Linked DNA regions of Mus musculus: all the other regions are linked to region 1. Evidence: chromatin contacts called from public Hi-C and HiChIP or PLAC-seq data. All regions are on one chromosome and are shown on one strand. Each heading gives the region's core, a stretch centred on a gene start, on an enhancer-like site or on the middle of the called end of the contact. The rest is flanking DNA. Distances are from core to core; before and after follow the strand shown. Region 1 holds the start of Smad1 (SMAD family member 1). Region 2 has its middle 28 kb from the start of Otud4. Region 3 overlaps 1700011L22Rik (RIKEN cDNA 1700011L22 gene). Region 4 has its middle 93 kb from the start of Gm39205.

Region 1 (6,748 bases), core at 2,579-5,078:
CCCACAAGCCCCACAGAGACCGGCAATCCACAGATCCTATCACCGTCCCATCATGTCACCCTCTCTCCTTGCTCATCACCACTCAGTGCTTGTGGTCACTCCTTTGTCTCTGCCCTCTAGTGCCTGACTCCCTTCCATCACACTCACTGGCAGAGTCCCAGCTTTTGGGACACTTAACTGGTCCGGCTTCAGTTAAGTGAAGCTGGCTGCCTGGGTTTGCTTTAAGTTTTGATGGCTAACCTCAGATGGGTACTCAGCAGTGTGGCCTGGCATTTCCACCATATTTCCCTACTTCCTGTGCTTTCTGACTCTGAGAAGATGACAGTCTGGAACTCGCCTCTCATCTACCCACTAGCCTCCCAGACACCCTGTCCCATTCTCTGGAAGCAGTCCTGGGTCTGTTCATAGAGAGGGGGAAGCAGGACAAGACCTCCCTGGCGCTCACACCTCTGCACCTGCTAGTCTGGTACACCTGGGCCTCCCCGCCTTCCCTCCCAGCCTTGGCTTCTTCTCCCTGCACTACTGTTCTGGCTTCTGATGTTCCACGAGTCTGTGAAGCAGAACTGCCCTTTCCTCTGCTAGGAGGGACGGGAACTGTATTAGTCAAGGGTTTCTGGAAGAACAGAATATGATAAATATATGTTATGAAAGGAATTTATTCAATTGGATTGTGTGAAGGGTGTGGGCAATCCAACCACGGTCATCAGCACTATAGGGAGTCATTAGCTGGCAGTACACAGGCTGGATGCTCCGTTAGTTCGAGCCTGTGGCTGAAGGCCTGGAGGAGTGCTGCTTTTCAGTGTACATTGGAAGGCTAAAGAAGCTAGGCTCTGATGGCACTGAGGAATGGAAGCAGGCAAAAACAAACAAGCCAAAACCTCAAAAGCATGAGTTATCCCATTTCTCTGGTTAGCTAAGATATCTACTAACAATAAAGGAAGGGTGACCAAGCATGCTAGCAGCAAGAAAGAGCACATTTGAGCATGGAACTGAGTAGTACAAGTGAATGTCAGACACTGGCCAGGGAGGGCCTCACGGCACGCTATGAGTGATGGCGCGGGTGCGGATGGGCAAAGCTGCATGGACGTCTCTGGGAAGGGCTGTCCAGGGAGGGTATGGCCATACACTCAGGTGAAGCTGTGTCCAGACTGATCTGCAAGATGGAGGTGGCCAGGATGGCACTGGGAAGAGAAGAGAGAAAGACTAGGCTGGGGTGGGAGAGAATGGCAAACAGAAGGTAGATTGTGCATGACCTCCATGTGGTAAAATGGTTATTCTGAGAGAAGTGGGAAGTCAGTTGATTTTTGTTTTGTTTTTTGTTTTTGTTTTTTTAACAAACAAAATGACTTTAATAATGAGGTTAATCACAATTTACAACTGTCTCAAAAATGCCCATTTTGAAAGAGTATCCAAAATTTTATTACCATTTAAAGAAATAATCTGCATGGAGTAAAATAAAAATTTATAATGTGCATAGTATTAGTAACTATCATTTAGGGACAGTAGTCATGCACTAAGAAAGGCCATCTGTGGTGCTATAAATTACTTTAATGAACAGTTGCATGATGCCATTGTATATCTCCCTAGGATTTTTTTGTTTATTTTTATTATATGTGTATGGTGCTTTGCTGGTATGTGTCTCCATGTCTTCACTTATATTATGCATGTTTCAACAAGGCCTTCCCTGGTGTGTCTGGCCTGGTGCCCTGGAGGACAGAAGAGGGTATTGGATGTCCTGGAACTGGAGATATGGTTATGAGCTGTCCTGTGGTTGCTGGGAGTTGAACCCAGGACCCTCTGGAAGAGCAGACAGGTCTTAACTTCTAAGGCATCCCTCCAGACCTCCCTTCAGGACTTAAACAAGAAACATGCACTGCCTTTAGATGCCTGCAATTAAAAAAAAAAACAGCACTATTTGGATAAAATTTACAATCATAGAATGTAGCTATTCAAAATGTACAATCATATGACTTTTGCTATATCCACACAGTTGTGTAACTACCTGATTTTATTATTAATCTTATTTTGGAATCCTTTAGAGACCCTCCTAGGTCTTTCAATCCTGCACCCCACACTGTAATCCCAGGTTTTCCTATTCTGTTCCATGGCTTTGTCTACTATGAGCATCTTGCATGAAGGAAGCAAGTTCATTTGGCAGAATGTCTAATACTTGGTTGTTTTGTTTTGTTTTTGAGACAGGTCTCACAGAGGCCACGGTGGTCTTGAAGTTACTATATAGCCAAGGATGCCCTTGGACTTCTGACCTTGCTCCAGCCCAGAGGGTGGGCATTAGAGGCCAGCACCATCCCACCCGGTTTATTCTGTGCTGAGGATGGGACAGAGGCTCTCATTCCACCCTGGGAGGCAGGGGAAGTGCTTCTTTCCTTTTCTATGGCTGAGTAATGTTCCCATGTATGGATATACCTCACTCTTTTCATCTACAGAGGGTCTGTACAGGGGAGGGAAATGGCCCTGAGTGGCTTTAAGCCAGGCTCACTCCAACTGTTGCCCAAGGGACCAGAGAGCAACCAACTATGTCAAATGCTGCTTTTAAGGAAAATAAGATGAGATCCAAGAATTGACCAGTAAGTGCTCAAATAGTTTAATGAAGAAAGAAATTTAATTAGCAGGAATATTCTTATGTATAATTTATAAATGGCATTTTATGGGTTTATGGGATTTGTTGCATTTCCTTTGAATAATTAAATATGTAATGCAGATATAATACTTAAATAATTAATAAGAATTTTAAGTGGAGTGCTAAGCATGTAAAGGTACAGGAATAATTGGAGAGTGTCATTAATTTGTAGTGGCCTTTGGTATTTCTTTATATTGCGGGCAATGATTTTTTTCTTTTTTTGGTTTGTGGGGCATTTACTCCTAGAATAGTTCTTCTCTAAACATAACTCAACATTATGATAAGTGTTCAAGATTCCATGCCAACTTCCAGAAACTGACCAAGAAAAAAAGTTGATTGTTTCAAGAAGGTGTTTTTGGTGTCTGAACAGATCAGTAAGATGTGAGTTCCTTTGTGTGTGTGTGTGTATTTTTGTTTTGTGGGTTTTTTTGGGGGGGTGGGTGGGAATAGGGGCAAAACTGTTATCTAAAAGATTGCACCCAAATTTACAGTACTAAAAGGGTATTTCCCAGTCCAAAGCCAGTCTGGTCTGTAGAGAGAGATCTCATTTCCAGGCAAACAAGAAAGCAAGGAAGTTCAGTTGTAAAGTTCTTGTCCAGCATGCATAAGGCCATGGGTTCGATGATTCCCAGAACCTTATAAATAAAAATATGTGCAGCCCTGTAATCCCAGCACTGAGGATGTGGAGGCTGGAGGAAGAGAAGTTCAAGGCCTTTTCCCCTTCAAAGCGTGTTCGAGGTCATCCTGGGCTACGAGACCTTTTAACAAACATACAAATGGTTTCTGTCATTTGCCGCAGGAAGGGTACATACTGGAAATAAATGTATCTACCTAGTAGTTAACAGGTCAGCCAATTTGAGGCTCATGCTACATGAAGGGCCGGTAAATCACTGAGTCAGTGATTGCAGGGCCTTTAAAAATGCGTTTTTAGGACGACTGAGTGGGCTCGATGGTCGTGTTCGAGAACTTTTCAGAAAATAACACAGGCTTTGGAATTTGACTGGCAGCTAGGCAGGGACTAGAGTCAGAGGAAGGCGCGGGCCGGTAATTTGGAGAGGATCCCTAAGCGGCAGCGGGCGCGCGCGGTGCGCGTGTGAGCGAGGGCAAGCGGCAGGCGGGTTGTGCGCCGGGTATTGGCAGGCGGGCTGTGGAGGCTGGGCGGTTCCGACTGCCTGACGCCAGCGCGACCAGATCAATCCAGGCTCGGGGAGCGAGCGGGCGCACCAAGGCGAGGCCGGGGCCGAGGCGCGGGGACGGCGGCCCGGAGCTAAGCAGAGCGCGGGGACGGCGGCCGGGAGCGGATCGGAGCACGGGACCCGGCGCCGGGTCTCGTGCGTCCCTGCGGATGGGCGCGCCGCCGAGCCGGTAAAGCCGAGCGTACCCGAGCCGACTCGAGACAGACTTGTCCTGTGCCGCGCGGGGCGCACCGGGACAGGGACCAGCTCCAGGGGGGGATCCTGGGCGGGCTCCGGGGGGCATCCCGGGCGGGCTCCGGGGGAGGATCGGGGACAGGCTCCGAGGGGATTCTGGGCGGGCTCTGGGGTCGATCTGGGACGGGCTCCGGGGAGGATCCGGGAGGACTCGGGGGACCCGCGCTGAAGGAAATCTGGGACGAGCTCCGGGACGCAGTCCCCCCCCCCCCCCATGATGGCGCCTCGCGGCCGCGAACCTGCCGCCAGACCTCCCTGCCTCCCCGCGTCTTTGTCGGGCGTGTCCAGTTCTCCGGGGACCCCCGTTCCGCATCGGGCCGCAGCCCCATTGTGTCCCCGCCCCGGCCTGCGGACCCTCGCGGGGACAGCGCTGCGCTCAGCTCGGGTCTCCCTGGATGGACGCGCGCACCCCTGTGGGTCCCCACACAGCCTGATTTGGGGATCGGGGTTAAGGAAAGTTCGTAGCGTAGTTCCCTCTGATTTATTCAAAGGTCTGGCGGCCTCGCGTCTCCCCCCCCCCCCCCCCGCCCCCTTCCGCCTACACCCCCTGCGTCGCCCAGTGTCGCCTCATTCCTTTCCCTTTACCGGATTCGATTGCCTCACTGCGCGTTCCGAGCGCCGAGAACAACTGTTCTCGTCCAGACCGTCTTTGTTAGTGTTTCTGTCGCGGGGTGGGGGCGGTGGGCGTGAGAGCGCGGGCCTGTGCAGCCGCTTTGCGGACTGCGTGCGAAGGCTGCGGGGCCAGCGTCTCCCCGAGGTGCTCGGAGGAGCCAGGAGGGACCATCACCGGCTACATCCAGACAGTATGGTAGTCGCGGCTTTTGTTTATTCGGAGGCACATGTAGTTTTTCTAAATGCACGGTACAAAGTAATCCAGCCAAGAGCTTTCCATCTGAAAATCGCCGCCTATGCCACAGCCATCTAAGAGAGCATCGTTGTAGAATGCTTGTTGTCAACCCCTGGCCTCTTCCCCCTCTCTTGGGTTCCTGGGTGACATCTGAAGTTTTCAAAGCACGGACTGAAAGGAGTTGCTTGGTTTATGTAATGCCTTCCTGTTTTTGGAGCAGATTCACAGCATGCCCTTCACAGCATCAATCTCTCTCTAAGGGCCTGTGGTGGATAATGTGCCCACACCTCAGCACAATGAGAAAACTGTTCCCTGGCCAGGTTCATTTTTCATCGTGTTTATAATTACCACTGTAAGTTGTACCGGAAGCTGATGAGCTGTGCTGGAACAATTCACAAAGAGTCAAGGCAGAGGCAGTGTCCACTGCCTGGGTGTTTTCAATTGGTGCGCCTATGTTTTGCACCAGCGTTACTGTGATGTAGGTGCCAGGCCTAAATAGACTGGACTGGCTTTTGGGTTCGCCCTCTCCATCTCTGCTTTCCTCGTTTTCAGTTAGATGATATTTCTCTGAAGGTGGAGTGCCATCTGTGGAAGTCTGCATTTCCTAGGGAACTGTAAACCAGGGTCTCTTCTGGGGGTGGGGATGCCAGAGGCTCCAGAACGATCAGGTTTCTTCAGAGGATGGGGATTTGTCCTTGATTTAGTTTTGACCCCTGCAACCATAGTAGTAATAAAATACACTCTCCCTTTTGCAATGTCCTCTAGTTCTTGGAGAGATGGTGGTTTTGACATTTTGGAGGAGTAGCTGGGTTTTGTTTTGCTTTTGGCAATTAAAAAAATGCTAAACTCTTGTTCGTTTTGGAATTTAAATTCCTTTTCTGGTAAATTCGTGTGAGCATTAAGAGGAAGTAAATCTTGGTCCCCAGTTACACACATTAGTTAAAAACTAAATTTCGGTTTTTAATCTTGATTTCCAGCTATTCTGGGCTCAAGATAAAATGCAATAATGTGGTATATTGGAAGAAGAATAAGCTCTGATGTAATTAGATGAGCATATTTAAGCTGCAGTAGCCTACATAATCAAGGCCAAGTTGTGTGTGTGTGTGTGTGTATAAAAGACCTCATTTGTGTGGTCTTACAGGGCTAATGGAGGCATCGCCGAGACTTTATAAATAATGTAGAGTTGTGTGTAATGCGGAGTCTCCAGAGAGGCAGAGAGAGCATCATTACCAGCCTTTTCAACCTGCTTGAGATCTTAAATTGATTTACAGCACTGAACTGGTGCAAAATGATCCGTCAGGATGACATGGGGTCAGCCTGTAAAAGTCTGTGATGTCAGCCTATTAGTTCAGCCATCATAATTAAACCGTATTCTAGGGCAGCTAAGCAGGACTCTGGCGTTATACTTCAGATATGGGTGCTACATGGATTTGGTTTATGATGGAGAGGGGAGATGGTGAAGAACCTCCGTGTTGTTAAAAGAGGGCCAAGTGTTCTGAACTGTGATTTCTGGGCTGAGGGTTGCTGCATCTTGTTAAAGGTGTAGCTTTTCATGTGATGCTCTGGGTTGGTAATGGGGACCTTCACAGTTGCGATCTTTGTATCAAATGATGCTTTCGTCAGTGTGAATTTAACGTGGCCTTCTGGATGCGCTGAGATACCAAAGGAAGGCATCCTTCTTTGTTTCTGCCCTGAGCTTGCACGGTGCTGGTAAGTGAGTGAGGAGGTTATTGCTTTAACAGGGTATAGGCTCCAGGCTTCCACTGAAGACATAACAGCGACTCAATCGGAAAAGAAAGACCATCGCTTTTGCTTAAGTTCTTGTAATTTAGG
Region 2 (6,748 bases), core at 2,735-5,234, 210 kb before region 1:
CCTTTTGGAGTATTATAAAAAGGGACCCCACCCCTGCCAGGTAGGCCTGGTTCCTCCTCAGAGCCCCCGCCAGCTGTCTGCCTGCCCACCCATGGCATTAATAAACTCTTCTGATAAACTTACTTCTCCAATCTGTCCCCCTTGAGCCCAACATCTGAGACCTTTCCAAACACCAAAGCTTCAATTCTGAGAAGAACCATATGACCCAATCAGCTAAACCACTATGTCCAGTTTGAGTTTAGAATCAGCCATGTGGAAGAGGGTGACTGGGGGGAAAATCTAAACTCCTAGAACTGTTATGTTTTCAATATTTTCCTATCATGTGGCTCACAGTTCACTTGTAGATGGACACACATATACAACCAGGGTTCTTAGTTTTTGCCCAGTACATTTGACATTAAAGGCTATAATTTGTAGACACCTTTCACATTTGTCCCCATCCCTCTCCTTGTTGCCTGCTGGGGAATCTGAAAGCCCACTTGATGTTAAAGAAATGATTTTTGTATTTTCACATATGGATTTCCAAGTCACAGGAACTGGTATATGTGTATGTGTGTATGTGTGTGTGTATGTTTGTGTGTGTGTGCACATATACATATATACCTCTCTTTCTCTCTCATTCTCTCTCTCTTTCTGTCTCTGTTTCTCTGTCCCTGTCTCTCTCTGCCTCTGCCTCTGTCTCTGTCTCTCTTTCTCTCTATCTCTCTGTACATGCTGGGGAGTGCATATACACATGTGTGTGTGAAGGCCAGAGTTCAATGTTGGGTATTTTCTATCTCTCTTTTTTTTGAGCCATGATCTCTCACTGAACTGGGAACTTACTGATTGGCTAGTGAACAAGCCTCAAGGATCCTCTTAGAGTTACTTCCCCAGCACTGGGGACACAGGCAGACACCTTGTGCTAGCCTTTTTATGTGGGTGTTGGGATTCTAGACTCAGGTCTTCATGCTTGTGAGGCAAGCCCCTTACCTCCTGAACCATTTCTTTAGCTTACTGAACATGGTAGAGACTTTTACAGGCTGGAGAGATGACTCGGTGGTTAAGAGTCATGCATGCTTGAAGACCTGAGGTAGAATCCCAGAAACCATATAAAAGCCGGATACACAGCATGAGTGTCTGTAATCCCAATGCCCCTGTGGGGAGACTTGAGATAGGGATCCCAGAAGCTCACAAATCAGCTGGCCTGATACATGCTGGAAGAAAACAACAAAGAGATCCTTTGTCAAGCTGGAAGGTGAGGGCTGGTAGACTGGTACCCAAAGCTGTCCTCTGACCTCCTCATTCACTCTGTGACACACGTGTACCTTTCCTTACACATATGTGCAAGTGCACACACACACACACACACACACACACACACACACACACACACACACTGCATGCCACAGACTCCTCTTATGGTTAGTTTAAATGAGAAGTCACTCATGTTCCTGGGTATCTGAATAAGAGGTACCCAGTTGGTGACACTGTTTGTGTAGGTTTAGGAAGTGATGTCACCAGGGGCAGGCTTTGAGCCGTGTCCTGTACATTCTCTCTGCTTCCCACTTGTGGTTGGAGAAGTGAGCGTTCAAGCCTCAGCTGTTTCGGCCACTGTGCCTGCACTCAGCCACAGGGGCCCCAACCTTCTGGAACTATAAGCCTAAAATAGACTCGTCATGGTGTTTTATCCAGCAATAGAAAAGTAACTAAGACGCCTGCCTTTGAGTAATGACAGCCAAGAGTGTACATTTGCTTACTTTGGCTTTGTGAGCTTTTCCAGTAGGTTGGATTTCTTTTTTCTTATTACTAGTGAAATAAAAAAGAAAATCACACTAGACAGATTTCTTTTGTCTTCAGAAAACAGTCCATTACAAAACAATTAACAGTAAGAACACACCTAAGATACAAAGCGTCATGCCAGAATCCAAGTCCTGTGCTTCAGGAAGAAGCTAATGATTGAAGCCTAACTCCCAGTACAGCAGATCCTTCCTGTACCTTCTATGCATTTGGCCAGGAAGGAAAACAAGTTAGGGTCTCTTGGACAAAGGGACTAAGTGAAGGCAGCCTCCAAGACACCAGAACACAAACCTCAAACACACACTCACGCCTGAACTGAGCGACCCTGGGTGCCTGGAGCAGAATTCTTCTTCTCTTCCTACACAGCGTTTTCTGAACTCTCTCCTATTTAAAACGTGGAGTGGGAAGGCTTTTAATCCTGAGATTTTACTCTTGCCACCTAGGAACAATAATTTGAGGCTTTCTAAGTAAGTAGGGGTTGTCATGGAGACCAAAGGAAACCTTTCTGAGGTCTCTTTCTGCATGGAGCACATCACTCTAAAAATGATGTGAAGTTCCAAGGATGCTGAGATGCGTTTAGGGACTCTTGGACTTGCTGAGTGAGCCGCAAGTCTTCAGAGTTCCTGTGCCTTCAGAAAGGAATGTGCAGACATATTGTCTGTTCAGGAATAAAATGGTTTAGCTTCTGTTGAGAAGAATTTATGAATCATCATCAAACTTACAGATAAACATGACTTGGCAAGTTTTTTTTAGAGTTTATACTCCGCCCCCACAGACTTCATTCTATAGAAATGTATAGCAAATACCCACTCGCACACAAACAGAAACTATGTGACGTGTACATGGGGTTATTTTGTTGTTATATTATTTGTAATGGCGAAACCTTACGTTTTTAAATATTTTTTTTACCATTATTTGTTTATTTGTTTATGTGTGTACAATGTGCCATGGTACACGTGTGGAGGTCAGAGGACAATCCACAAGGGTTGCTTCTCTTCTTCCACTTTGTGCATTCTGAGGATCAAACTCAGGTTTTCAGGTGTGATAGCTTGATGGTAGTCATCTTGATACATCTTGGGAGAGGCAACATCAACTGAGGAATTGCTTCTATCAGATGGGCCCATAGGAATGGTTATGGGCGTTCTCTTAATTGTTAATTGGTGTAGGAGAACTGAATCCACTATGGGTGGCACCATTCCTAGGCAGGTGTGCCAGGTCTATATAAGACAGATAAACACGGGGAGCAAGTTAGTACGTGGCATTCCCGTGTCTCCACTCCACTCCTTGCCTTGCCTTCCTGTCTTGGCTCCCCAGGATGATGAATTGTACCCTTTAAGCCAAATAAATACTTTCTGGCATCAAGTTGGTATTGGTCAGTGCTTTATCATAGCAATAGAAAAACAAGCTAGGACACCAGGATGGGTGGTGAGCCCCTTTATCTACTGGATCATCCTGCTGGCCTCATGTCTTAGTTACTTTCTCTTCCTGTGAAGAGACACCGTTACCAAGGTAACTTATAAAAGGAAGCACTTAGTTGGGTCTTGCTTATGGCTTCAGAGGGTCAGTCTATTATCATCACGACAGAAAGCATGGCCAGCCAGCAGGCATGCATGGTGCTAAAGCAGTAACCGAGAGCTTACATCTTAGCCACAGGAAGCAGGCAGAGAGACAGAGACAGACAGACAGACAGACAGACAGACAACACGTGAGCCTTGTGTGGACTTTTGAAACCTCCAAAATCACCCTCAGTGATACTGCTCCTTCAAGGCCACACTTCCTAATCCTAAAGAGTCTACCAACCAGGGACCAACCAAACACTCAAATATTTAAGCTTATGGAGGCCATTCTCATTCAAACTATCTTCCTTCCTTCCTTCCTTCCTTCCTTCCTTCCTTCCTCCCTCCCTCCCTCCCTCCCTCCCTTCCTTCTTTTCCTTTTTCTTAGAGACAGCATTTTTTTCTGTGTAGCCCTGGCTGTCCTGGAACTCTCTTTGTAGACCAGGCTGGCCTCGAACTCAGAGACCCACCTGGCTCTGCCTCCTCAGTGCCAGGATTAAAGGCAGGCCACCACCACCCAGTCCAATTTCTATTAATAAGATTAAATAAAATATGCAATACTGCGGCTGTTTTGATGTATAAGGAATGCTGTGTCCATAGTGAAAGCAGAAGTATAGGGTGATGTGCACTGTATCCATGGAAGGATTCCCTGTCCAGTGCTCACAGTTTACCTCGTGTGGAATAATGGAAGAGTACAACAGCTGTTTAAGGCTGAGAGGGGCTTCTTTCATTGTTCATGTTTTACTGTATGCTTCTTAGTATTTTAGAATTTTGAGTCATGTACATGTGCTATTAAAACAAAATAAAATATAATAAAAGTCTGCTCTGGACATGGGGCTGCACCCTGCTCTAAGGTACTTCATATTGAATCAAACAGGGACTTCAGGCTGTGCCCTGCCCTGGGTGACTCACTCCATATTACAATTTGTAGAGGGCACAGGGGAAAGCAGGAATGTTAAGTACTCAGACTTGTATCATCAACAGAAGAGATGTGTTTACCTGTTTTCTACCCAGAAGGCTGGGAGCAGATATTATTAATAGCCTGGTGATCTGTGCTATTTGTGGGACCAAACCACAACCAAATCCCCCAGACTATTATGTTTATTCCAGACTCTCTCTCCCTAGACCTTGATCTCTAGCTTTGCTTCTCAGTCAATAGCACCGTCTTTAGGGGAGATGTTACGTGTACTTTGTAGCCTGGCGACCTCTAACTATCTGGATGATGGAGACCACACCAGATTTTAGGACCTTAAACTATAGAATGGGAGAGGTTACATGTACTCTGCAACAGAGTATTGGCACAGTCATGCCTTAAGCTTATTGTACATATGGGATTGAGATAATGTTACCAGGAAACTTTACCCCCAAATTGGGCTGCACTTAAATGTGCCTGAAAATATGTCTAAAAGAACTGCCTGCCTGGTTTTGGACTCTAGAAGTTTGAGCCAACACCCAATAACTAAGTCATGCTGAATTGGATTTCCTTCTTTCCTCACATGGATCGATACTCTGACAGCCAAAGCATTTGCAGGGACCGCCACAACAAATTGGCAATTGGCTCCAGTATACACACAAATGCAAGTTACTTTGAACCAGAAACTTGCTGGTCTTCAGCATCAAATTAGGTTCTATTTAATATCTTACCTAACTGTTGGGAGCCGCCCTCACATTTGCCATTACAAGATGGCGCTGACAGCTGTGTTCTAAGTGGTAAACATAATCTGCACACGTGCAGGGGCAGTTTTCCCGCCATGTGTTCTGCCTTTCCCGTGATGACAACTGGGCCGATGGGCTGCAGCCAATCAGGGAGTAATACGTCCTAGGCGGAGGATAATTCTCCTTAAAAGGGACGGGGTTTTGCCATTTTTTTTCTCTCTCTTGTTCTTGCTTTTTCTCTCTCTTTTCTTGCTTTCTTGTTCTTTTTCTTGCTCTTGCTCTCTTGCTCTCTGGCTCCTGAAGATGTAAGCAATAAAGCTTTTGCCGCAGAAGATTCTGGTTTGCTGCGTTCTTCCTGGCCGGTTGCGCGAACGCGGGTAAGACCTAACCACCTTCAGTGCCTCTCTTTGTATCCAAATATCAGTTCTGCCTCCAGTAAGGATTCTTTGAATAATGACAACAAAAATCATACCCATGTATGTATGTTTATATGTGTGTATGTATGTATTATGTATTTGTGTGTGTGTGTGTGTGTGTGTGTGTGTGTGTGAGAGAGAGAGAGAGAGAGAGAGAGAGAGAGAATACTATTATACTATTATTTGGAATATATTAATAAACATATTCATCCCAGATAGGGAACCAACCAACCATGTGAACAAAGTAAGGGTACCACACAATCCAACCTGGTGAACCAGAAGTTTTACTGGGGTTACTTATGGGAATATGGGTGAGAGGTTACAGAAACAGGAATGACTCAAATGCAGCTGCATCCACACACGGGGACCCCAGCACAGGAGATAGCTCAGAAAGAGGAGCCCTGGAATTCATTAGACTTGCATGTAGCTTGGTGGGTCAGAGAACAGTGACTTTAGGCAGATGGCTGGTCTGTGTCTCACCCAGGAAACCCAGCTGGTCTGTCTTCCAGGTAGCTTGGTTGGTCTGAGCCTGTGTAAGCAGCGTGGCTGAGCTACCTCTTCCAGGAAGTCCCGATGGTCAAAGAGTGTCTTTCAACAATTTTTCCTGCCTAAGTAACTTTGGGGAAGAAAGAGTTCATGTGGTCAGTTTCAGGATTTTCCTGATGCCTTTTTTTTTTTCTGTTTTCTTTGTTTGTTTGTTTTGAAATTTCCCTGAGTCTTACTGAGTTTCCTTTAGGATGTAATGTTTTTCCTCCCTTTGGAATGCTCAGCAAGACAGGAAAGTTTATCTTGTAGGACTTCACTACATGACATTGCGCTCCAGCCTGCATTCAGAGCTCAGAGAACAAACATGGGAGTCTGGTCTCTCCTTCCATCACGAGGATCCTGGGACTCGAACACTGGTCATCAGGCTTGATAGCAGGCTTGTTTCCCCACACAGCTCTCCAGTCACTTCTCCCTGTAGCCTCTCTTAAGCTTTTGTAGACATTCTGTATGAAGTATAACATGTGACCTGAGAGTTATTAATAATAATTAGTATTAGACTTTTAAAAATTGTGTTTGCCAGTGACCACAATGGAAATCAGATTACCTGATTAATTCCAGCCAACAAAACCATTGAAGCTTATGAATTCATTGCTAATAAATTATTGTACTGTCAAAGACATACATGTGCTCATCTGTGCTTCTGACATAGCACACTCATCACATATTTATAGGTAAACAAAACTGTTCATTGTCTGTCTTAGGTTTGCATTGCTGTGAAGGAAAACCATGATCAAGTCAGTTTTTTTTTTTTTTTTTTAAATAAACACCAGGCCAACTTTTTTTTTTTTTTAGATTCAT
Region 3 (6,748 bases), core at 2,799-5,298, 190 kb after region 1:
TGAGGCTCACTGGCCAGGGAGAGACCTTATCTTAAGGAATGAGGTAGATGGCATCTGATGATCAAGAGTTGAGATTGTTTTCTGATCTCTATAAGCCCATGCATACCTGTTCTCACACATACACACACACACACATGCATGTGCATACACAGGTATGCACAAGTACACACACACAGGCACAAGAATACATGCATGTATACACATAGGCATGCAAACACTTAGAGGCAGGCACACATACAGGCATGCACACACAGGAACACATGTTAACCCCCACAAATACACACATATATACACATGAATACCCAAAATGCACAAACATGTATGTGTGCACTAGCACTTATGAGCATGTACATACACATGAACATGCACATACAAGAACACAGGCAGAGGAACACACACAGGCACACACATGAACACATATATGCACACATAACGTACACAGAGGCATGCATATACACATGAGCATACATACACATGAGCACAGATACACACACACAGAGGGCTCTCACACAATTCTCTATTTCTTCTATGTGTCCTACTAACTTCATTTAGTATAAAATAAAGCAATTTTTTGCTATCATTTAATTTTATTAGAGCCTCTCTTTAAGTTGAATCCAAACAACTTAGCTTTATGCTAAGTAATTAAATGTGTGATGTCATGAGTTTGGTATGCTGGTTACATGTGTTAGGGAGAAAAAAATAACTTGGTCAGTAAAATTTTTTTAATGTTATTCAAGTAGCACCTAAGATTGTCACAAGAATACCAATTATGCACACATGTCACTTTGAATAGGCTGGTCTGGGTCACCAAATGAACCTGGTAAATTTAGCTAACAGGGAAGGGTTGGACAGCTTTCCTTGGGTCGCAGACAGCTAAGCCTATTTGAATGGTATCCTTCCAGAATGAAGCAGTCGCTTTAGCATCTAGGGAATGCCGGCGCACTAGAAGGCAGCACCACAAGGAAAGATGCCGGGGTCTAGAAGCTGTGGGTCTGGTGAAAGATCCTGTGCAGTCAGTCATGGACCTGCTTCTCGGGTGGGGGAGGGGGCTCACTTCTGGGAAAGGAAGATGATTTCCTGAAAGTGTGCTGGTCGCAGCTTCCTCCTGGGAGTTGTCTAAGGGAATGATTAACTACAATTAAATAATTCGTTCTTGCTGCGTGGAGTTGCACGGGTGCCAGGCAATTTCATTGCCAATCAGTGTCAGAGCTGTACTGAGGGATGCTTGTCTTCCTCTCCTGACCCCTCCCCTAAATCCATTTTCATACATTCTATTGTGATGTACTAACAGTCCAAAACCATCCCCCCATCCCCCTCCTCTTTCCCTGTCACATTCGATAAATATGGGGCAGTTATCTGACTAATGTTGAGCCAGAATCCTGACCAAACCAAACCATGGCTTTAATGAGTAAAGCAACATTTAATATTTTCATTTTTTTATATGTACATATATGTCTGTACCTGATGCCCTCCCAGGCCAGAAGGCTCCAGTCCTCTGCAAATCTAGTTACAGATGGATATGAGTTACGGTGTGGGTGCTGGGAATTGAACCTGGGTCCTCTGGAAGAGCAGCCATCCCTCCATTCCCCACATTTAAAATATTTTAAAACAGGTACTGATATTTTAGGGGAAGGTGCAAAAGCCACCAGGTTGAGAATTGTCCATTTCCTGCCAGGCTGCCAAAATTCTTAGGGTTAAAAACATTTGCTTGGTGACCAGCTCCACTGGAAACTCTCTTTGAATTCTTCATGTTCGTGGAACCTGACTTGAAGAGGGTCATGATGTAGGACTGAAAAGCCGAGAACTCACACCCAGGATTGCCTGCTGGTTGGAAGTGGGAAAGCATAGTAAAGGTTCCTATCAGTGGGGGATGATGAAAGGGCCGAGACAAGAGACCGAGTCTTTAGCGTTTCTTAGAATTCTTGTCTTTTTAAATCCATCTTGCTTATTGATCTGTCCTTCCTGACTGAGGTACAATATATGAAACAGAAAGGGTTTATTTAGCTTTTTTTAAGATGGAAGAAAATGCAAAAGTGATGCCAGGCCCTGCTCATGAGTGATGTCTAGTTTGAAAGAGGCAATTTAAATCCTATTTTTGTGGGAACTGATCTTTGTGGATGCGCGAGTGTTGACAATCGAACCCTTTCTCCCTCCAGCTTCAGCGACAATGGGATTATGAAAGCAAGTTGGGCTCCTCGGAGGACTCAGGGACGGATCGATTCTCCTCCAATACCAGTGGAAGCTCAGGGCGCAAATTCAAGTGATTTCAAGAAAGAAGCCACAGACCTAGAGCCCTACCTCGTGTCTGTGTTAAGCCATTGAGACAGGAGTTCCAAGAAGGCTTTGATGGATTGTGCACATAGGGAAGATCTTGCTAGAAACTTCCCTGGGCTTCCTCCCTTATTCTTGTGTGTGTGCGCGCGCACACACGCACGTGTGTTGATGGGGAAGGGGTTTGTCATAAACATGATTAATGTTCCTTTACAAAGTGCCCAGGTTCACATTCTGCTGTTAGAACCTCACAAACGATAGCATGACCTCCACCTTAGTGGGCTCCAGAGTTATGTAGCCTGTCCTCTACCTCAGAGAAAGACCTTTCTGTTTTCCCTGTGCTATGACCCAGAAGGCCTGTAGCAGTTCCCTCCACTCAGGGAAAACTGGCTTTGCAGCTGGCTCCGCCTTCCGCGGCGCCCATAGGCCTGCGCCTCCCTCTTCCCGCTGCATCTGCCCTGGCGGGGTCCCCTCACAGCCGTGTGGTTGCCCTGCCCGAGAGCCGCTAAGGGACCTGGCAAAAAGGAGCAAGGCCACGGAATAGTTCCCTCCCGCTGGCAGCCATTCCTCTGCCACCCGGCGCTTCGGGGCCCCGATCCAGCCTGCACCCCAACCCACGGCTCCTGTTGAACAGGAAACACAAACGTCGCACCCTAACCCCCTAGCCGCACCCCAGGACCCAACCCTTAATATGTTTTTTTCCTTTAGCCCCAGGTTGGGCTAAATACATTCGCTGGGAGCCATCTGGTCTGCTTCCCCTTCATGTGGTTTCCATTAAACTCGCCAGAACCGTGCAATGTAAATGCAGCCCTGGGCCACTCCGGAGCCTCCAACAGTCTGCCCTGCGCAGGCAGAGCGAGGGGACCTCTGGGCAGACGCCCAGGCTGGCACCCAAGGACCATGCCCCAGTGACTGTGCATCACCACTCCTAAGGAGGCATTTATCCATGGCAAGGCTTTCTTAGTGCCCCAGTGTTCAGCTTTTGCTACATGCAAGCCAGAGTTTGTTAGAATTCTGTTTCCATTCTAAAAATCAATGTCAACAGCTTTACAGACAAATTTACAGAAATAACCTGGCCACAGAAACTCAGCGTGACCAGCAGCATGTCGGGAGGGCTGAGTCTGCCTTCTATGCAGACCGCCTTCTTCCCTGACTCCCCCTACCCCCATAGGAAAAAACAGAACAGAAAAAAAAAAGTTAGCTTATGGAAAAATACTGACTCACGCAGTGAATTAGGGTTTATAGTACAAGATAAAGGAGACAGGCCGATTTAAGGACTCATAATGTGCTGTATTTGGAAAGTTCTTCAGGTTTATCAAAGATTAGTCCGTTTATTGAGGAGACTGGAAAAAAGGGGGGGACGGGACGGGAAGCAGCAGGGGACCAGCCACAGGCACTTCCAGGCAGTGAAAGAGCCTCTGGTCAGAAGGAATTAACTTGTAGCCGTCCTGTTTTGTCCAGGGTCCTCCTTTTCCTCTGTCTCCACCACCAGCCTAGGTTTCCCTCCCTCCCTTTTTTCCTTTGCTTTCTTTCTGTTCTCTTCCCACCCCCACCCTGGCCAGGGGATTTTATTTGGGATTTTAAAATGAAACCAGGTGCTCCGTAAAACAAAGACAAAGTAGTAACAAGGAAACACGATCCAAGGCCTAAGGAATGCGCTGAGTTTCATGACTCAGGCTGTCCTGGCAAAAAAAGTAGGAGTGACATGAGAGGTGGGTGGCACCGAGCACAGACCATACATGGCAGCCCTGGCCTCCCCTGATAGGGTGGTCAATGCAGCCTGTGACTCACTTTGTAAAAGGCTTCCCAGGCTGGAGCCAAAGGATCAGCAACGGTTCCCTGAGGGGCAGATCCACGTGATAGGGCCAGGGCTACCCTGAGGTTTGGGCATCACATCCTAGGCAAAATGCCACCCTTTTCTCCAGGAAAGAGGCAGGCTTAGCAGACTGCCAAGTGCACTGGTGCCTTCAGGAGATTAACAACCTGCGGGCTTTAAAGTGACAAGGTCTCTCTCTCTCTCTCTCTCTCTCTCTCTCTCTCTCTCTCTCTCTCTCTCTCTCTCTCTCTCTTTCTCTCCTCTCTCTCTCTCCTCCCTCCCTCCCTCCCTCCCTTCCTCTTTCTCTCTCTCTCTCTCTCTCTCTCTCTCTCTCTCTCTCTCTCTCTCTGTATGTGTGTGTTGGGGGGGGGTGTGGTTGGGAGTTCTAAGTCTCTAGGATCGCTGAGGTGCCTTGGTTAGAGGGGGGTTAGGCTGCTCCTGGGAGAAAGTGGAAAGCTTGCCCATGGTGGGGCAGGAGAGGGGGTTCTGGGCGCCATTCCTCAGCAGTCAGGGCAACCAGCTCAAGGGATGCGTTATGCATAAACATGCAGGGAGACACCTAGGCAGACATCCACACATTCTCAGAATTCCTTTTAAATGAGCAGGGATGGTGTGAGGTACACTTTTTGTGTGTGTTAATAAGAGACAGGCTAAGAGTACTAAAAAGGTCCCTCCTAGCAGGGTGGTAGTGGGGGCTGAAATCGGACGGTAAGGTTCATCCTGGCCTCTCGTCATTACCTCTGCATGAGTAGAAGCAAGTGGTGTCCCTCACTCCTGAGAAGGCTGTCACGTTTCGAGTGAGAATGACTGACATAATGAGGTTTCCACATGCAGAAGCTGCACGGACTGGAGGCTTGTTTGCCTTCTCCTCTTTCCCATTCTGTGAAATACCCACCAAACAAGCTCTGCTGACTAGTCCATAATTTCAGGGAAATCACTGCTTAACTTTGTCATCAAAGGCAACCTACCTGGAAAAACTACAGTCTAAGAATGATGACTTCATAAATATTTATAGTATGAACAGGCGTCACTCCAGTCCTGTTGGAAAATGGGCCCATTCAGCTTTCTTTAAGATGTGACACTTGGGTGAGTGACATCTGTCATCCGGATCAGCCCTGCACTCCGTCCCTCTGAAGCATGTTTATGGAGTGATTATGCCTCTGAATATTCGCTATATTTAGGTCTGCTCCTCTCCTCTCAGCCCTCCTAAATCCCCAAAGAAGCAAAAAGCCAAGTTACCGATGGACGGTAGACTTGAACCGTCATGACAAAGCACAGGCCCTTGAATGTGTACTACAGGAGCATTTGAAGAGCTGAGAATTCAAACGGGAAAGCCAGTTGCTAGTATAGTATTCTTTCGCTAGGGTGGCTTTGTTGGGACTGCTGTCACAGGTGAGGGCTCTCAGCTGGGCCTAGAGGGCAAAAGCAGGGAGGTGCACAGGGAATTGTCCCCTCTCAGGAGCTCCCTGTGGCCCACACCAATCAAGCGGCCTACACTCAGTTCCAGAGCTCCGAGGGCAGGATTTGGCGAGGACTTTGTGACCTCAGTTGAGACAAAACCTCTAGCATAATTGGAGGCCTTCCCTCTTGGCCACACCTGGGCCTGGGTTGGGGTTAGCAGCTGTCCACCATCCGGGTGGAGATAATGGGCCCCCGGTCTACAGCTACAAATGCTCTGGCCTAAGCCTCTGCTGCCAGTCACAGGCCTGCTTTAGGGCCAGTATTTGCCTTGTGTCGGCTTGGTCTTCTATTGTTTATCCTGGGTAGAACCAGGTCTTGGCACAGGGGGCATGAAGCATTGCCAGAGTTTTATTTTTAGAGACAGGAAAATGTCTGCTTTTTGGCAACTGTTCTTTTTCTGGCACGCACCAGGGATGGTGTAAAAAGGCTCAAGTGAGAGATTCCAAGCCATAAATTCATGGCATATGACATAGGCATTTGCATTGAGAGTTTTTCAACAGAAACCTGGTGTAGCCTGAGGTCTTCCATAAACAACAACTGGGCAGAGATGAAGTTCCACTGCCATACCTGAAGAAAGCCCTCAGGACCACGAACTTCACAGACATCCACACCTTGGGGTGACAGTCCTCAGGACCACCAACTTCACATATATCCACAGACTCTTTTGAACATATCAGATGGTCTGAAATATTTTTTTTTTAATTTTTACCTTTGCCAATCAATCCAGAATCTAGTCCAAGTTGTTGGGAAAAACAAAACAAAACAAAACAAAAAAAACCCTGATAGTCTACAGCTGGCTTTCCCCAGAGTCACTGACATTGCCACGATGGCTGATACAAGGCAGACAATTCCCACCAAGAAGCATATGGTCAGAATCAGGGACCGAGTTTCTAAGTCTTAACGGGGAAATTTTTTTTCCAAATATGGCTCCCCCTTAAAGCACATTTTTTGTGGGTTCTGTCATTCTAGCTACCGACATTCAATCTGAAAGCATTTTTATATGTAGTAATGTCATATTGTACAAAGCAAAAATGGAAAGAAATAAAAGTAGTAAATTAAATTGTATTTTCTCACCTCTTCTCCCCAGCCTTTGGAAGAAGATTGTTTTCTAATTATAAAAATAAAATAAAAATATGATCCTTCTCTGCTCTTACGCACGCCGTGCTGTAAGGTTCACTCTTCTTCCTGCTGGAGTAAGTT
Region 4 (6,748 bases), core at 1,303-3,802, 140 kb before region 1:
GAGTGCTTAGCCATTAAGGAAGAGTCAGAGGCAGGAGTGCATGTGGACAAGAGGTCTGCTGGCTCATATAGAAAATGTTAAAAAATGTTTTTGACATAGGAAATAGAATTTACTTTAAAACATTTATTTATTTATTTATTTATTTATTTATTTATTTATTTATTTATTTATTTATTATGTGCGCATGTGAGTTGTACATGCCATTGCAAATGTGCATAGGTCAGAAGGCAACCTATAGGACTCTGTTCTCTTCCTTCTACCGTGTGTGCTCCAGGTCATGAACTGGTTCAGGAGTTCTGTGGCAATCGCCTTTATCCAAGGAGTCATCTCATTGGCCCATGAATTTACTTTTAAAGTTCATTGTCAGGTGAATGGCAAGTGTTGCTTAAAAGCGACAGTGTGCTGAAGTATTTGTTTTGATTTTGTATAAAATAAGCAAATGAATATTTTAAAATTTTTCTTTAGTTGAAGTCAATTGTGTTTTCTATGATTGACAGTCTCTTGTCTCATGAGGCTTTACACGTTGATAAGACAGCGGGCTGAGGAACTTTCACATATACAAAATTGTTGGCTTCTGCTTTCAGTTGAAAACCAAATTATTTCATCTCTCCTAAAATGGCAAAATAAAGGGCTTATACCAGAACCTTTGTTGGTCTCAAGCAAGAATAAGTGTTTCTTGTACTATGACCACTTTCAGTTATAAAACCACTGCAGACTTGACTCTAATTTTTAATGATGACCAGTCTTTGTCCTTGAGGAAGTTCAAAGTCACAACTCAGCTAAGGGTCAGCTGTGAGCTTTTAGACTGTGAGGCCTCCTACATGTTTGACTCAAACAGTTACTAAAAAAATCTACTCTAAGCTCCATCTTACAAAATGATTCTAGGACTGGGGAGATGGCCATGGCGGCCATGGGCACACACAAAATAGACAGATGCAATTTAAAACTCCACAGCACCAATGAGAGGGCTTGGGGACTCAAGGCGCCTGTTGCCAAGCCTGACCACCTAAACTCCATGCCTGGAACCCACATGGCCATAGAAGTGAACCAGCCTCTGAAAAATGTCTTCTGATCTCTCCAAGTGGACCGTGGTGTGTGCTCAAGGCTGTGTGCTTGTACACACATGTGCACAAACAGATATTTAAATTAAAAACAAAGCAAAAGCAAACAAAACGATTCCAGAACTTTTGCCAGCATAAAAAGGGTATGGTGAGAAACCATCCTATGCCCCCAGGTTTTCTCAGGTTTTGACTCTCCTTAGGTAGGAGAAGCTGTGATCCCCAGAACCATTGTTGGGAAGAATGCTGTGCTGAGGTTTCTTCTTCTTCTTCTTCTTCTTCTTCTTCTTCTTCTTCTTCTTCTTCTTCTTCTTCTTCTTCTTCTTCTTCTTCTTCTTCTTCTTCTTCTTCTTCTTCTTCTTCTTCTTCTTCTTCTTCCTCTTCTTCTTCTTCTTCTTCTAACAATTTTTATTAGATATTTTCTTCATTTACATTTCAAATGCTATTCCCAATGCCCCCTATATACCCCCCCCCCCGATCCCCAACCCACCCACTCCCACTTCCTGGCCCTGGCATTCCCCTGTACTGAGGCATATAAAGTTTGCAAGACCAAGGGGTCTCTCTTTCCAATGATGGCCAAGTAGACCATCTTCTGATACATATGCAGCTAGAGACACGAGCTCTGGGGGTACTGATTAGTTCATATTGTTGTTCCACCTATAGGGTTGCAGACCCCTTCAGGTCCTTGGGTACTTTCTCTAGCTCCTCCATTGAGGTCCCTGTGTACCATCCAATGGATGACTGTGAGCATCCACTTCTGTATTTGCCAGGCACTGGCATAGCCTCCTAAGAGTCTCTTGTGCTGAGGTTTTTTGTTTGCTTGCTTCTTTGTTTTTTTGAGACAGGGTTTCAACTCCTGGCTGTCTTGGAATTCAATCTCTAGCTGAGGCTGGCCTCAAACTCAGAGATCCTCCTGCCTCTGCTCCTCTGCTGGGATTAAAGGCAAGCATCACCACTGGCCAGCTGTGCTGAGATTTCTCATCACAGCTACTTTACCACCATCCCAGAGAAAATGTGTGTGTGTGTGTGTGTGTGTGTGTGTATGTGTGTGTGTGTATGTTTGTGTGTATGGGTGTGTGTGTGTGTGTGTGTGTGTGTGTGTATCAAATCCCTGAGATAAAATTAACTGGTCCAGGCTCTCCTCTTTTAGGTATTTCAGCTAGGGCAGAGACAATTTTCATCTGTCTAGAATGTTAGCAAAATGGCTCTCATTTTGTGGCATGCATCTGGACCACACTATTTATATTGCTCTCCTGGAGCAATGCTTTCCCCACAGCCACCAAACCCTTCTAGGGAACGAAGGGGGAAACCTGACTCGCAGCAGGGGCGGCCGATCTAAATCATTTTTTTGTTTCTCACTTTAAAAGCCCCTTTATAAAACCCACAAGCTTTTGCCAGGATCTTCAAATAGTCTTTCAGCCACAACACGAGCTGCGCTCTGCCTCTGAGCCTTGACTGATTGCTGGGGCAGCTGCGTGGGTGGCTTCAGCCCTGCGCTGCAGGCTTTTATGTGGTTGTTTTGGCTGATGGACTATTTCAGCTTTCTTGTCAGTGTGGGCAGCCCCTCTCAAACGGCCATGATGAACATATCTTTAGTCGTTTGAGAAAATATTCGTTGAAAATGCCTCACGATGTAAACACAAACTTTGTCTTCCCCCCTCCAGATTGGAAACTTTTCTGATGCAGAAAACTGCAAAGGACTTGGAAGAAATTGCTCATGGCAACTAAGAAGCCAGAAACCCATTAATATCCTTTCGTTAAAAGCCCTGAATTCTTTCGTTTTAATTGCAAGACAAAATTAAACAAGGAGCAAAGAAGTGTCGCCGGGTCACTCGAGGTGAGGTGACTAAGCATAGTGTTAGGCTCAGAATGAAGTTAATGGCCCAGTCCTGGTCACCAACTACTTACCAAGTACCTAGATGCTCTGTGGAGACTGTGCTTGATAATCTGGCAGAAAAATACATAAAATACATTTCAGGGTGTGGTCTCTGAAGACCCAGGAACTGAAGTAGTGTTGTTACCAGTGTAAAAATTGGCACAGGAGATGGCTTAGTGGGTAGAGCCCTTGTCTGGCACTACTGAAGACCTTCCTGCGTTCAGATCCCCGGAATCCACACAAATCCATATGACATATTTTCCACCTGTCATCTCAGTGCTCCAGTTTGAAGATGGGAGGTGAGGACAAGAGAACCCCTGGGACTTTACAGTTCAAGTAGTCTGTAGGACTGCAGCTGGATAGTGAGGAGATGGGTGTGTGTTGCATCCACTCCAGAAGTGACAAGCACGACAGGCCCCAAAACCCTGGGTGCTGTCCCGAGGGGAAAAGTTCACGGAAACAGTCTCCTGGATCCGTGGCATCCTGTATAACGAATGCTCCAATGTCCTTGCTTTAGTTGGTAAACGGATCTGTGTGCTTTCCCTTAATATTGCTTTATTATAAGTGCCTCTATTTGACATATAGCTAAGTTAGATTCCTCACCAGTCCTAGGCAGTCCTTGAGCCAATCCTGGGCATGGATAGCTAAGTCACTGCCCTACACAGGAATTTACCATTATCTAGGAAGAAGGAAGTTTGTGATCTAAGGAGGAACCAGAGTAGATACTTAGAACTATAGATAGCTGAGTTATACCCATATACAAGTATTTACAATGGCCTAGGGGGAAAGTAGACTATACAATAGACTAGAATAAAAACTATGGCAAGGGCATGAAGCCCTTGCCCCTAGCTTCAAAGATTAAGCTGACCTTAGGTGGAGCTGTTTTTGATCCCAGTTGTTAACATTGAATTTTATCCCAGTTGGCTCCTGCCAGTCCTTCTGTGTTTGAATTCCTCTGTTTTGTGTAAGAATCCAGTAACCTCATTGTACCTTACGGGTGTGTCACTTAACTTCCCTATTTTCTTCTGTATAAAAAGTTTGATGCTCAGTCGGATGTGGTGGCACACGCCTTTAATCCCAGCACTCGGGAGGCAAAGGCAGGCAGATTTCTGAGTTCGAGGCCAGCCTGGTCTACAAAGTGAGTTCCAGGAAGGACAGCCAGGGCTATACAGAGAAACCCTGTCTCGAAAAACCAAAAAAAAAAAAAAAAAAGTTTGATGCTCAAGTTGACAAATTACATTCAGATCCACACTCCCTTGTGTCGAATCTGTTTGTCACCCCACTTTTGCCGACTCTTTGCTCACCTGTAACTGAATCCTAGTTTTGCCCATGGATCGAGGACCCAAGTGAGGTTTGTCTACAGCAGGTGTGGCCTCTTAGGCAAATGGCACTTTATAAAGGGAAAAGAGAAAACCTATATTAGGATGAGGTGTTTAATTTTGATTGAACAGGCTAATTGGGGTGGCCAAAGGAGGGTTTTTGATTCCAGGATTTCAATTCCTTGATAACTGGACCTTGGTAATCAGCCTCAGGAGGAGGAAGTGGCCATATAAGGGGATAGATGTTGGTGGCTAGCTTTAGGAATGTCATCTAATGGTTTTTATCAAGGATGAAGGAATAGCGGAAGGGCAAGGCCCTCCAGAGCCATGGTTGTCTTGCTTGGGCCTACTAGAGTCCCTTCATACAGGAACAATAAGACACTCTCAAACAAGGATCAACATGAGAGGCTGGCCTCTGATGTACACACACACACACACACACACACACACACACACACACACACACACACGGACAGATACATATGCTTTTAAAACATGGAAACATTATACTGGAGACAGAGCAAAAAAGCAAATGAGCAGAGGAAATCCTCAGAGTGCTGGGCAGACCCTGCCATGTCTCCACCAGGGCAACAGTAAGCTTCCAAGTCAGAACTGTCATGGGAGTAGAGCCATGCACAAAGAACTAGGCTCTTCTACAGTGCTCAGTTACCAGTGAGTGCTGCCCCACAGGCACCTGACTTCTGCCACAATGGCCTTCCTAAATCAATAATCTTGACACAGGTTGTGGTCATCTGGGAAGAAAAAAAATCCTCAACTGAGTAGATGCCTCCATCCAATTGGCCTAAGGGAAACTCTGTGGTGGGGGTGGGGTGGTGTGGGGGAGGGGGTACTTTATTAATGACTGGAGTAGGCCCAGTAGGTTCGTGGTGCCACCCCGAGCAGATGGTACTGAGCTGTTGTGTAAGCCTCTTTGGAGACTGAAACATTCCAACCTCCAGGGAAGCTCCTAAGCATGAAGGTAAACAACTCACAGGAGCTTCAGGAAGTCCCTGAAACTGAACAGATTCACTAGGCCCTACTGGCCATAGTAAACAATAAAGGTGAGAGTCCCTCTCAGATGAAAGGAAGCCCAGCTACAGAGAGGGGTCTGAGAGGAGGAAAGCTGGGAAGATTCAGACCAGACCTGCTGCCTGAGTCACATGGGAGAGGTTTAGATCAGAGTCACTTGGAAAGAACATTCTCCAACCTGTTGAGCTGTCTGAAGGCTGTGCAGTGTGCTCCAGGTTCCCAGGTTTGTGAGCTGTCACCCATGCTGGAGTGGGCCTTGGTGATGAAGTTGTCTTTGAGTCATTTCTGCCCCTGTAAGTGATCCCAATAAAACTCATTTGTTTGCCAGTATAACAAAGCTCTGAAGGGAAAAGCATGCTGGAAATCAGGAGCCAAGGAATATTCCAAAGTCACACCACACAACAAACCTCACATAAAAGATTTATTAGGAGAAACACAAGAGAGTGGCTACTTTTGCTTGGGTGAGGAATAGCAAAGAACTGAGGGAGAGACAAGCTTACATAGGGTTTCTTGGTGGTAGAGTTTTCCAGGGTGGAGATTGGTGGGAATTTAAGCCAAGCCCAGGGATTGGTGAGTTTGGGTAAGTTTCAAACTCGGAAGTGGGCTTTGACCCTACAACCAAGTTGGACTTTGTTCTGTAGTGGGATCCCTACATGGGGTGAGTAGGCCTGTGTGTTACATCTGCCTTGGAAAAGTTTTCTCACACAGAAGTTGTAGATAAAAGCAAACTTAACAATCCATTGGGAGCAAGCCAAGAAGCACCATTTCTCCATGGTCTCTGCTTCAGTTCCTGTCTCTATGGTCCTGCCTTGAGTTCCTGTCTTGGTGTCCTTTGATGGTGCATTATAAAGTGTATCGTAGTTAGGGTTTTATTGTTGAGAAGAGACATGACCACAGCAATTCTTATAAAGGAGAGCTCTCATAAGGGAAGCATTTCATTGGAATAGGCTTACAGTTTCAGAGAGTTAGTCATGTATTGTCATGGAGGGAAATATGGAGGCATGCAGGCAGGTGTGGGGATGTAGAGGTAGCTGAGAGTTAGTTCTCTATCTTGATCTTCAGGCAGCAGGGAGAAAGTATGTACCATACTGGGTGTAGCTTAAGCATATATGACCTCAAACCCTTCTCCACAGTAACACACTTCCTCCAAGAATGCCACAGCTCCTAGTAGTGCCAGTCCCTATGGGCCAAGTATTCAAGCACATGGATCTATGGGGGCCAAACCTATTCAAACCACCACAAAGTATAAACCCTTCCCTCTCTATGTTGTTTTTGGCCATGGTGTTTCTCATAATAATAGAAAGCAAACTGAGATGGCAGGGTTTCTCTGAGAAGAGTCCATGTCTGGAGCATTGTGGTGGATCCTGGAGAAGCTAACAGCTGGAGGCTGCCGGCTGCTCGTTCTCTTCCTCCTGCTCTGTAAGGCCTTCTCCATGACTTCAAAAAAAGCTCCCCAAGGTACTAGG

What was found. A called contact is a pair of places that touch in the nucleus more often than the background predicts. HiChIP or PLAC-seq counts read pairs in DNA pulled down with a chosen protein or histone mark.
Region 2: a FOXA1 HiChIP or PLAC-seq map of pancreatic cancer cells shows a contact between it and region 1. The contact joins the enhancer-like site here to the promoter of Smad1 in region 1. A contact is called at or near these places in 8 of 39 promoter capture datasets (cranial neural crest, embryonic stem cells, frontonasal cranial neural crest and 2 more), 13 of 115 datasets of contacts at active chromatin or transcription factors (bone marrow-derived macrophages, craniofacial prominence, embryonic limb bud and 6 more) and 4 of 9 other capture datasets (adipose tissue, embryonic stem cells, liver and 1 more).
Region 3: a contact with region 1 is called in a Hi-C map of uterus, with 5 times the contacts expected there. The contact joins the enhancer-like site here to the promoter of Smad1 in region 1. A contact is called at or near these places in 10 of 484 Hi-C or Micro-C datasets (the C2C12 cell line, Sertoli cells, cardiomyocytes and 6 more), 3 of 115 datasets of contacts at active chromatin or transcription factors (bone marrow-derived macrophages, embryonic limb bud and embryonic stem cells) and 1 of 9 other capture datasets (liver).
Region 4: a Hi-C map of uterus shows a contact between it and region 1, with 3 times the contacts expected there. The contact joins the enhancer-like site here to the promoter of Smad1 in region 1. A contact is called at or near these places in 2 of 484 Hi-C or Micro-C datasets (both in uterus), 7 of 115 datasets of contacts at active chromatin or transcription factors (bone marrow-derived macrophages, embryonic limb bud, embryonic stem cells and 1 more) and 2 of 9 other capture datasets (adipose tissue and pancreatic islet).

Annotation. Positions count from the first base shown.
Region 1 is chr8:79,396,508-79,403,255 of GRCm38.p6, reverse strand. Smad1 (SMAD family member 1) reads left to right here and starts at 3,828. Exons shown (of 7, transcript NM_008539.4): 1 at 3,828-4,003. It overlaps Gm51578 (a long non-coding RNA gene), which reads left to right. Exons shown (of 3, transcript XR_003947567.1): 3 at 2,200-2,546.
Region 2 is chr8:79,607,972-79,614,719 of GRCm38.p6, reverse strand. No RefSeq gene overlaps it. Among named protein-coding and RNA genes, the nearest start is that of Otud4, 28 kb to the left of the region's middle. Within about 2 kb of position 3,984, at least 7 of the 459 cell types and tissues checked have an H3K27ac peak or open chromatin away from gene starts, as enhancers often do. A contact at or near this core is called in pancreatic cancer cells, where this site is marked.
Region 3 is chr8:79,206,166-79,212,913 of GRCm38.p6, reverse strand. It overlaps 1700011L22Rik (RIKEN cDNA 1700011L22 gene), which reads left to right. Exons shown (of 6, transcript NM_026315.1): 6 at 2,157-2,484. The coding sequence ends at 2,264. Among named protein-coding and RNA genes, the nearest start is that of Gm30271, 7.6 kb to the right of the region's middle. Within about 2 kb of position 4,048, at least 255 of the 459 cell types and tissues checked have an H3K27ac peak or open chromatin away from gene starts, as enhancers often do. A contact at or near this core is called in the C2C12 cell line, Sertoli cells, bone marrow-derived macrophages and 8 more, where this site is marked.
Region 4 is chr8:79,530,270-79,537,017 of GRCm38.p6, reverse strand. No RefSeq gene overlaps it. Among named protein-coding and RNA genes, the nearest start is that of Gm39205, 93 kb to the right of the region's middle. Within about 2 kb of position 2,552, at least 32 of the 459 cell types and tissues checked have an H3K27ac peak or open chromatin away from gene starts, as enhancers often do. A contact at or near this core is called in uterus, where this site is marked.